Linked DNA regions of Gossypium arboreum: all the other regions are linked to region 3. The links are chromatin contacts, called in public Hi-C maps. All regions are on one chromosome and are shown on one strand. Each heading gives the region's core, a stretch centred on a gene start, on an enhancer-like site or on the middle of the called end of the contact. The rest is flanking DNA. Distances are from core to core; before and after follow the strand shown.

Evidence for each region. A called contact is a pair of places that touch in the nucleus more often than the background predicts.
Region 1: a contact with region 3 is called in a Hi-C map of leaf, with 4 times the contacts expected there. The contact joins the promoter of LOC108480583 here to the promoter of LOC108483912 in region 3. A contact is called at or near these places in 2 of 5 Hi-C or Micro-C datasets (both in leaf).
Region 2: a contact with region 3 is called in a Hi-C map of leaf, with 4 times the contacts expected there. The contact joins the promoter of LOC108480202 here to the promoter of LOC108483912 in region 3. A contact is called at or near these places in 2 of 5 Hi-C or Micro-C datasets (both in leaf).
Region 4: a contact with region 3 is called in a Hi-C map of leaf, with 4 times the contacts expected there. The contact joins the promoter of LOC108476602 here to the promoter of LOC108483912 in region 3. A contact is called at or near these places in 3 of 5 Hi-C or Micro-C datasets (all in leaf).

Annotation. Positions count from the first base shown.
Region 1 is chr6:20,164,185-20,166,884 of ASM2569848v2, reverse strand. It overlaps LOC108480583 (photosystem I reaction center subunit III, chloroplastic-like), which reads left to right and starts at 1,397. Exons shown (of 2, transcript XM_017783628.2): 1 at 1,397-2,292. The coding sequence starts at 1,609. The coding sequence ends at 2,283.
Region 2 is chr6:20,230,331-20,233,030 of ASM2569848v2, reverse strand. LOC108480202 (putative hydrolase C777.06c) reads left to right here and starts at 1,251. Exons shown (of 10, transcript XM_017783108.2): 1 at 1,251-1,559; 2 at 2,129-2,264; 3 at 2,359-2,486. The coding sequence starts at 1,348.
Region 3 is chr6:19,975,819-19,978,518 of ASM2569848v2, reverse strand. It overlaps LOC108483912, which reads right to left and starts at 1,289. Exons shown (of 5, transcript XM_017787452.2): 1 at 1,034-1,289. LOC108484012 (histone H3.2) reads right to left here. Exons shown (of 1, transcript XM_017787614.2): 1 at 2,111-2,700. The coding sequence starts at 2,676. The coding sequence ends at 2,266.
Region 4 is chr6:19,809,265-19,811,964 of ASM2569848v2, reverse strand. LOC108476602 (protein ROOT HAIR DEFECTIVE 3 homolog 2-like) reads right to left here and starts at 1,254. Exons shown (of 10, transcript XR_008284313.1): 1 at 1,093-1,254; 2 at 930-986; 3 at 513-671.

The DNA.
Region 1 (2,700 bases), core at 148-2,647, 190 kb before region 3:
TAAAATAAAAAAGGAAAATAAAAATAGAAAATGAACAAATGAACAAATGAACCACCTTTGAAATGTGTTCAATTTCTCTATATTGATTTCATATTCCCTCTGTTCGTCAGTATCCAAAAAAATATTGAAAAGTTTTAGGCTTTTTATAGCCGAAAGAGAATAAAAACAAAATTTGCTCCTTTTGCTTGTTGTTTTGCAGTTGTTTTCTTGTGTTTACATGCAAGTACGGAGGCCAGTTGGCGTGGTGATACGTGGCACTTGGCATGGGGCGTACGGAGGCTACGCTAGAGGCTAGTTGCTGCGCAAACAGAAAACCTAAGGTTTCTGTGAATAATTTGGTCTTGGGCCACTTGGGCCAAATTTGTTTTGTTTTGAGTATTGGGTTATGGGTTTGTTTGGGTTTAGGGTTAACTTGGGCCTGGTGTATTGGATTTAGTTTATTCTGTTTGGTTATTTTGTTTTTTTGGGCCAGCATTTTGTAATTGGACTATAGTGGACATTTAATTGCTTTTTTTTTGATTTATTATTATTTTGTAATTTGGTTTTAGTATGGGCCCAGGCAAATTAGCCTGTTACATACTTAATTTTTATTAATATATGAAACATTTTTATAATATAAATTTAATACTTATAAAATTCAATATTTATATTTTCAGCATTTAATTTTTCAATTGATGAAACATATCCTTAGTGTAAATAATTAACTTCCTTAATGGTTTTACTAGTTCGGTTTTTCTTATGATTAGTTTATAAACAATGCCTGCTTACAAACCTAGAAAGGGTTAAAAGAGGAATTAACCAAACAAAAGTATGTCCAATGTGCCAATACGAAACAAAAGACACTTTACATATTCTCAGAGACTGTCCAATAGCTAAGGATATCTGGAAATTGATTGTGCCGAAAGCAAGATGGTCTCAGTTTTTCTCTTAACAATTTATTTGAATCGGTCAGAACAAACTTAGGAAGTCATGGGCAGCTGACGAGGCATGGAGTCCCTTGGTCAACGCTTTTTGGAATACTAATTCGGCGATTTTGGAAAAATAATAATCACTTTATTATCGAAATGCTCCCATAAAATTCTGTAGAAATTATTAAAATATCAACAAGTTGGGCGTAGTATAACGCAATTAGTAGTTGGATTCCATCTAGGAATAGTAATTTAGATGATGTCTCCAAGAATTGTTTAAATAGTAGGGTAGGAGAATGTTAGTTTTAATAAAAGTAATTTAGGATTTATTAGATTAACTGATAATATAGAGGTTTTTATAAGATTAAAATAAAAATTTGACCAAAGGAAGCCTATGGGTATATATAGAATATAGTTTTTTTTATTATTTAAATAGAATAGTAGATTATATAGGTATATAAGAGCTATATCAGATATAGATATGGATACAGGGAGAATCTGAAACTTACAACCAAACAGCCATGAACCCAATCGCAGCTACCCAACTCAGCATTCTAACATCTCATATTCCACTTCATCTTATCTTTCCTTCCACCACTAGTCCTTCCCTCCTCCGAATCTAAAACTCATCCTTCCCCTTCTCTCTCAAATCCTCCTCCCCTCCTTCTTCACCACACACCACAACTACTATACTCCCAAAATGTCTCTTACAATCCCCACTAACCTCTCCAAATCCCTTTTGAAGCCAAAGCTAAACTCCAAACTCACCCCCAAAGTTTCACGATCATTGGTGGTATGCTCCACCGACAAGACTTCATCGCCACCATCATCAGCTTCATCACTCCAAGCCTTCTCAGCAGCTCTTGCTCTTTCTTCCATTCTTCTCTCAGCCCCACAGCCTGCCGTAGCTGATATTGCAGGCCTCACACCATGCAAAGAGTCCAAGCAATTCGCCAAACGTGAGAAGCAGCAGATCAAGAAGCTGGAATCGTCGTTGAAGCTATACGCCCCTGACAGCGCTCCAGCTCTCGCTATCAAAGCAACCATCGAGAAAACCAAGAGACGGTTTGACAACTACGGGAAGTACGGGCTGCTGTGTGGGTCTGATGGGTTGCCTCATTTGATAGTAAGCGGTGATCAGAGGCACTGGGGTGAGTTCATCACGCCTGGTCTCTTGTTCTTGTACATCGCTGGATGGATCGGGTGGGTTGGAAGGAGCTACCTCATTGCTATTAGCGATGATAAGAAGCCTGCCATGAAGGAGATCATCATTGATGTGCCTTTGGCTACCGGTCTTATATTTAGAGGCTTTATTTGGCCTGTCGCTGCTTACAGAGAGCTTATCAATGGTGACCTTGTTGTCAAGGACGTTTAATCTCCTCAGGTCCTTCTTCTCTTTCTCTTCAAAAAAATTCCCCCTTTTTTTTTTATTTTTTATTTTACGCTAATTCAAGCATGTTTTTGCCTTATAGTGTAAGGGTTAACATGTGTTGGCCATATTCCATCTAATGATGTTGAACCTTACTATTCTGAAGTAGTAAATTACTAATCTGAAATAGTGTGTCATAAAACCTTGCAATCTTATATTCCGAATCCAATTTTACACCCCAAAATTCGATATTTTCATTTATTAATCATATTAGTAACATTTTTTATTTAAAAATATCACATTAAACTTCAATTATTGAATCAAATAATAGATTCTTGAGATTAAAAATAGAAGTAGTAATTTCAAATGAGTAGAAGGTAAAGGGATCGAGAGTATAATTATATCACCATACTCACATCTAAG
Region 2 (2,700 bases), core at 2-2,501, 250 kb before region 3:
GTTTTTTTTCTTTTTTTTCTTTTGCTTTTGTATTTTTTCTTTTTTTTTCTTTTGCTTTTGTACCAGCAGTACCAAAAATTTGCTTACACAAGAATGAAGAAATGGAGTTGTACAAACAGTCTGCAGGCTTGCAACATGCCCAAAATGTCAACATCAATGGGTGAAGAAATAGGTATTCTAGGCATGAATTTTATTCCAAAGAATATGATCTATTCTCGAGACGGTAGCGAGTAGAAATTTCTGAAATTTTATGTGTTAAACATGAGAATCAAATTGAGTTGAACAAGTGTAGGGAAAACAAATTGAATACTAAAACAGGGTCCCATGAGAAAACCAAATGATTGATACATTTACATTCGACATGAAAAATGAAATCTTACCTTGAAAACACAACACAATGGAAAAAAAAAATCAAATTCTGGAGAGAGTTCAAGTCCCAAACCAAGTGATCAAATCTGATGAAAAAAAAAAAAAAAGAAACTCATTAATCAAATCCAAAAACATTTCTGTAAGGTTGATAAATGATCCAGAAAATAGAAAGAGCGAATCAAATAAAGTCAAGATTTAAGCACGAGAGTCAACGTACCATTTTACTTAGCTCCTTAAATGTCCTGATTTCTGTTTTGGCCCATAACATTGCCTTTGGTCCTACATACAAATTAAAGGTACCTTCTTAAGAGATGAAGACTTCACTGCAAAGTTGTAATCAATTGAAGGCACCTTTTGATCAATTTCTGATCAAAGGTCCATCAATTGAGTTGAGTTATATATATGTTGAACTTGTCATTGTAGCTATAAAAGGATGAAACTGCAGTAATGGTTAAAGAATAGAAAGCCTGATATGTAGCATTGATTGTGAGTAAGGACTAGGTTTCATTTCTATACATTTTTTGTTGTTGTTTTTCTAATGAATTAGATGGTTCATAGTTGAACATTAATCGATCAACTTATAAATCCTTGAATTTTATTTGAATTCAATTGATTAATTCATACCTTGATATGCATAATTGTTTATCTCAAAATACATAGTCCTTATCTTCAAGAATCTTCATCACTGTTCTTTGTAGTTCATTCTTTAACTCTGTTTCTTCCTCTGTTGGGTGACCAAATTGCAGGATTTCATATAGGGGACCAAAATGAAAGCATCTTAAAAGTTGGGTGATCAACTAGTTAGTTTACCCTAAAAAGTTTTGAACAACTGTAACGTGGCAAAAAATTAAAAGGGCAGGAGCCGTTAAAATATTCGGGCGGATTATTCCCTATAAATGCCCTCCACCTTTGGTAAAATTTCTTCTTCTTCCCCATTCATCCTCTTTTCAGCACCTCAAATTTCCAATAATAATAATAATGGAAAATCAAAACCCGCTCCAAAATGGAGCTCTTGAGAGTGCCGTAGGAAACGGTGGTCGCAGTGGTGATGGATCGGCTCTGATCTTTCTTGGAACCGGCTGCTCCAGTGCCCTCCCAAACGCTATGTGCTTGATTCAGCCCTCTGATCCTCCCTGTCAAGTCTGCTCCCAATCCCTCTCCATCCCCCCCGATCGTAACCCTAATTACAGGTCTCCTTTCCCCTTTATTTTTTTTTCTAAAATTTAATTGTGCATACAATTTCTTCTATACCGCAGATCTAAACTTTTCCGTGCATTTTTTTCACTAGTCATTATTGTGTGATATCAACATTGTCTTGACATTTTTTAAATAATTTATCAAATATCGTTGGTAACTTGTTGCTGTTAATTTAGTAGTAAAAGAAAATAACTTAGTTTAATTTGTTTATTATACCCAAGTCGTGCACAAATCCTCACAATTAACGTGCAAAAGTAATTTTATTGACAATGAGAAAAATATTGATAATTCAAGTACTATAATAACTGATATAAAAATATTTTAATACTGTAATTTCTTGGATAAAAATGCATTTTATAATAGATTCTGTTAATTGAAGAAATCTTAATGTAAAAATAAAATATTTTTGCAATGCAATTTAGGAGTATAATTAACAATCTTGTTCATTTTCACAAGTTCAAATGATTCTCCACATCTGTGCTTTCATTATGTGATAATTTCTGATTATAGTTTCTCAAAGAAATTTAAGGTTTTCCAGCTTCGATTTTTTTTATCCTTTCAGGTGCAATACATCTTTGCTTATAGATTATTGTTCCAGCGATGGTATACGCAATTATATTATTATTGATGTGGGCAAGACATTTAGGGAACAAGTTCTTCGGTGGTTCACTTTCCACAAGATTCCTCGTGTAGATTCTGTGAGTTTAAGCTTAGCATAGTGACCATCTTATATTTAGTTTATTGACTAGTGCAATTCCAAAATAGTACTAATTTTCCTTTTGTGAACTCTAGATTGTTTTGACTCATGAACATGCTGATGCAATTCTTGGTTTGGATGATATTCGTGCCATCCAACCTCATAGTCCTACTAACGATATTGATCCCACCGCCATTTACCTAACTCGACATTCAATGGATAGGTATAATATGAATTTTTATTCTTGGTTTTATTGTGCATAAATACTTTTCTATCTCCAGTTATGCAGATACATTACCAATATATCTGTTGTTCATATATTTGTATAATATAAGAGGTTATTGGTATAATATGCTCTAAATAGCAAAGTCAAAAGTAAGGTTTCTAGACATTAGAATTGGAGCTGATTGTCCAAACCGGCTGTAAATGGTAGAAAG
Region 3 (2,700 bases), core at 40-2,539:
AGATTAAATAACAAGACAAAGTTTTAACAAAAACATCAAATGCTATCTTAATGGTTAATAGTTCTGCAAAAATGAAAGTCAGATGCTTGCAAAGTACTAGAGAACAAAGCCAACATAATTCTCTTATTATCGCGTAAAACTCCACCACATCCACCTAATCCCATCAGTAGATTCATCGCATAAATAAGAAAATCTAATCTTAAACATTACAAACATATAGCAAAAGATAATGTGATATAAACCAAATTCAAATGTTTATATGAGATAATGTGCTTGTAAATTACTTGTATTCGATTCCATAAAATTTTAAACTTGATCATTGATGAATCAAAGCTTAATAAACCAAATTCAGATGTACTAATACTCAAATAACTCCAAAACTTAATCAATTTTTACCCCACAAAAAAGAGTTTTACTGTTAGAAAATCTGAAGTTAAACTAACAAATATAATTAATTAATTTTAAAGTTGAATATAAAGAAATTAAATTCATCTTTTACAGAATAAATGAACATAATAGAAGCAAATCCATCGATTCAAATTTTATATCACATCAACCTCAAGTTGGAAACTCGATCAATCTGGAATTGAATTGAATTTCAAGCCTAAATAGCTCAAAATTCTTACAATACCAAGCCACGAAAGGTCATATGCCAGGCTTTTGAGATAGGCAGCAACAGGATAAAACCAGAATCTTTTGAAATGAGAATAGCATTACAAAATACCGGCTCACAAGTCGTCAGCAAGTGAAGCAGAAAAACCCACATACTTTTACAATTAAACACACATTCAACGAAATTTTTATCTTAGTTTCTGGTCACAATTATCTTAGTTTCGTCCACAATAAGGAATTCCCAGCTTCAAGTTTAAGAAAACAATAATAAGAAAAATAAAATAACTGAAAATTTAATCCTAAACATAATTTAATCTTTGTGCATAAAACACCCTAAAATCGGCAGTGAAAGCAGCAGTGGAAAACAATAATAAGAAAAATAAAATAACAAAATATATGAACTATTGGACGGCATAAATACCGAGCAAACCAGAGGAAGCAGCAGCAGCAGGAAGAAGCAGGACGCAAAAAGCAACGTTGATGGGCTGCAGCGAGACGCGCAGACAGACGGACGGGCAGCGGCGCTGGAGGCCACTGGTGGAGCCGTGGAGGTGGAGAGCGGCACTTAGAGCTATCGGTTTTCTCTTTTAAGAAATAAGAACTGATAGGGAAGAGAAGGGGAATGACCGAATGAGGGACTGGGTCTGAGAGGAAATACGGGAAAAAAATTTAGGGTAATAAAATCGGATCGGACCGGGCTGAAAAACTCTGGCCTGAAGCCCATTTCTTTTTCATGATTGTTGTCATTCTTATGGTTTTTTTTTATAAAAATATCCTTAAAAATTTGATTAATTACGAAAATAATTTATTTTTTATTATATATGAAGATGCCCTGAAAAATTACAATAAAATTTGGTGGAATAAAAAGTTTAAAGCCACCAACATGTTACATTAACAACTAAAATAAATAATTTATATTTTAGTAGAACCATATAAAATAAAGTCACATATATAAATATAAAAGAATATTATTATTTTTAAAAATTTAGAAGAGTTTTAAAAAAATTTGGTGAAGTCAAAAAATTTGACACTTTTTTTGTTTTTAAATTTTAAACCTATAAAGAAAATATTTTTCTATTGATAAAGCCATTTTATAAGGCACCACCATGCACTCTACCATTTATTTTTAATTTTTTAAATATTTTATTTAAATTTAAATATAAAAAGTAAAATTTTATTTAGTAAAACCATTTTTTAGCAAAATCAAATTAATATATATAATATTTAATGAGAAATCAATTCAAATTGAAGTTGAAAAGAAAAAATTTATATCTTACTAAAGAATGAATGGAAGAGAAATAAGGATTGTTTTTTTTTAAGAATTTATATTTTTATGTAAATTTTTAATTTGAATGTATACAGCAAATGAATTGTTTAGTATTTGAAAAATACACTACCATCCTCAAAATCTATTTTTTGACGTGAGATATGCGACCCAAAATATTTTATACTTCCTTTTTATAAAATTTTAATTTCCCTTTTTTAATTTCTTACAATATGAACGAACAGCTCCAATCTCATTAATCAAAAATCATGAAATTATATGGCATCCTTTAGAATCGCATCGATTTACATCAAACATTTGCAGAGAAATCTAATACATCAAAATGAAAATAAGCTTAGGCCTCAGACATCAATCACCTAAAAGCAAACCTAGGCTCTCTCACCTCTAATCCTCCTAGCAAGCTGGATATCCTTAGGCATGATGGTAACCCTCTTAGCATGAATAGCACATAGATTTGTATCCTCAAATAGTCCGACGAGATAAGCTTCAGCCGCCTCTTGAAGAGCAGCAACAGCGCTGCTTTGGAACCTCAAGTCAGTCTTGAAATCTTGAGCGATTTCTCTCACAAGCCTCTGGAATGGAAGCTTTCTGATCAAGAGCTCAGTGCTTTTCTGGTACTTCCTGATTTCCCTAAGAGCCACAGTTCCTGGCCTGAAACGATGAGGCTTCTTCACTCCTCCAGTCGCCGGAGCTGATTTTCGAGCCGCCTTCGTGGCTAGCTGCTTACGTGGCGCCTTGCCGCCGGTTGATTTCCTAGCAGTTTGCTTGGTACGAGCCATTTGTAGAACAATTTGATATGAAAA
Region 4 (2,700 bases), core at 5-2,504, 170 kb after region 3:
TAACCCTATGAGGTTGACAAAGGTAGCTATTTAACGTAAAGACCTTTTGAGCTACATGTGAGGGGAGTGTTAAGTGGTGTTATCCGCATCTGTAGTATTGGGTTTCGTATGGTCTCATATTAAAGTTGAGCTCCTCCACCTGTAAACAATTGGTTTTAGGTTGGATGATTAATACATACAATTCAAAGCATCAAACAACAATACATGCCTAAAGTAGGTTTCTAGGATAGAGCTCAGCCTTCTCCCAAAACCAAACACTGGTCCACTTTGAACAACTTCTTCCAATGCTAGCAATCCTACTCAAAATTTACTAACCATTACTAAAATGGAGCATTCAATCAAGCAAAGTAAAAATGTACCTCATTAGAGGATAAGTGATGGAGTTTCTCATTTGCAATCTCTTCACAACGCACTATGGCAACCATTACTTGATGAAAATGATGGAAAGACATTAATTATATGATAAGGAAAGAAACACTATTCAGATAGAAAGATAAGGATGAAGAGATAACCTTGTGAGCAAGAAGATCAAGATCCTTGTTCTCTTTTATAACTCTCCATGTCTGTTGTGCACTAAAAGAGAATCCGGCGGCAGGGACAACACCCTGTCTATCACCAGCAAATCCTCCCAGAAAAATAGATTTGAAAAAGTGCTACCTTAGTTGAGCAACCTGCATGAGAGAAATTTAAATGCTAGTTTAGCATCAAGGGCCAGGATTCTACTCACTCTCCCTCCCCTCCCCTCCCCTCCCCTCCCCTTCATGCCTTCTTCAATGTACCAAAAGGATAAAAAAATGGATCATGATGCCCAAAACCAAGTATTTGGATAAACAAAGTAATACGAAAAGAGTTAAAAGCAGTATCCAAAAGTCAATCATACCTAAAATTTTGAGGCATAATAAACTTCAGTAACAAGAGAGAGAGATTACCTGCTCTTTGAACAAATCCTCTTTTTCTTTAAAGCTTGATAAAGCAGTGACCTCCACCTTCATGTAAAAGTTCAAATGGTAACCAATGCTTATAATAACTATGAACGACATAGAACTGAAATGCAAAGGTGATTAGGAAACAGGAAAATGGATATCTACTTACATTAAAGAATTCACTGAGGGGAGTATCTTTATGGGACTTAGGTTTACTAACTGCATTCCATATCTGCAGTAATACACACCAATTAAAATGTTGAAAAAAAACAGATAGAAAGACAAAGTGAGAGAGATCAAGTGGGTAGAAAGGAGGAAAATAGAGAAACCCATACGCAATGTTACTGTCGAAACCATTTTTTTATTTTGAAAAACGAGGGTCGACACCTTGTAAAATATTTTGTTTTATTAAAACATCAATTTTGGCCTACGAAATTTAAGAAAACAGGTTCAGGAGTTAGTTACGTATGAAGAAGGATTAGCACTCTCGTAACGCCCAAAATTGGTACCTAATTGATTAACTTATGTATTAATGTCGAAAAATTGAAAAGATTTTAAAAAACGATCCTTTTTATTTAAAAGAAAACTTGAATAAATCGAATTGGATGATGTTAAGACTTCTTATTTCGAAGAAATAAAATGTCACACTCAGTGAGTTAGGACACGACATTTGAAACCTTTGAAAATAAGATTGTCTTTTGTTTCTTAGAAATTCTTACCTCGAGACAACAAGATGTCACATCCAGTAAGTTAGGACACAACATCTCGAATTCTCGAGAATAAGCTTTTTATTTGAAACTCATGAGTTTCAATTTTAAAAGGGTATTCGGTTATTTAGATCAAACGAAGAAACCGAAACTCAGTACGTTAGAGCACAATTTCTTGAATTTTCAAATACGAAATATTACCTTTATTTTAAAACAAAATTCCATGAATCAGGTGAAGGTTAATGTAATGCAATTTGATGAAAAAAAGTACGATACTAAATTGCATACTAGAATAACAAATGCGTAATGCGAATGGTAATGGTAATAACAATGAGGAAAATAAAATGGAGTAAAGAAATAAAACAACGAAACTATAAAAAGAAAAAAATAGGTAAAAACTAAAAAACCAAAAAATAATAGAACCTGAAATAAACCAATAAATAGATGCTTTGTAAAATAGCTTAAATAATAATAATAATAATAATAATAATAATAATAATAATAATGATAATGATAATGATAATGATAATATTAATATAAATAATAAGTAATCTAAAACTTAAAAGGATTAGGTAAATGAATAATAAGATAATCATAAAAATGTCTAAAAGTAAGGATAATGATAATAAGTAAGTAAACACAAACAAATGATGTAATATATATATATATATATATATATATATATAATGGAATAATAATAATGAGGGCCAAAAACATAACAATGAACTAAACAAAATAATAAAAGGGAATAGTAAATGAAATAACAAAAATACTAATAAAAATTTAATTAAAAATTTAAAGTAGGCTGAATAAGAAAAAATATTAAGTAAAATGGTTTTAAAAAATAATAATAATAATTATAAATAATAATAATAATAATAGTAATAAAAAGGTAAAAAATAATAAAATAATAAAAATACTATTACGTTACTACTAATAATAATAAAAAAAAAACAATAATATTATATAGAATAATAGTAAAAGTAATAAATAATAATAATAATAATAATAATAGTAATAAAAATAATAATAATAATATAATAACAATAATAAAAATAACATTCTCCTCC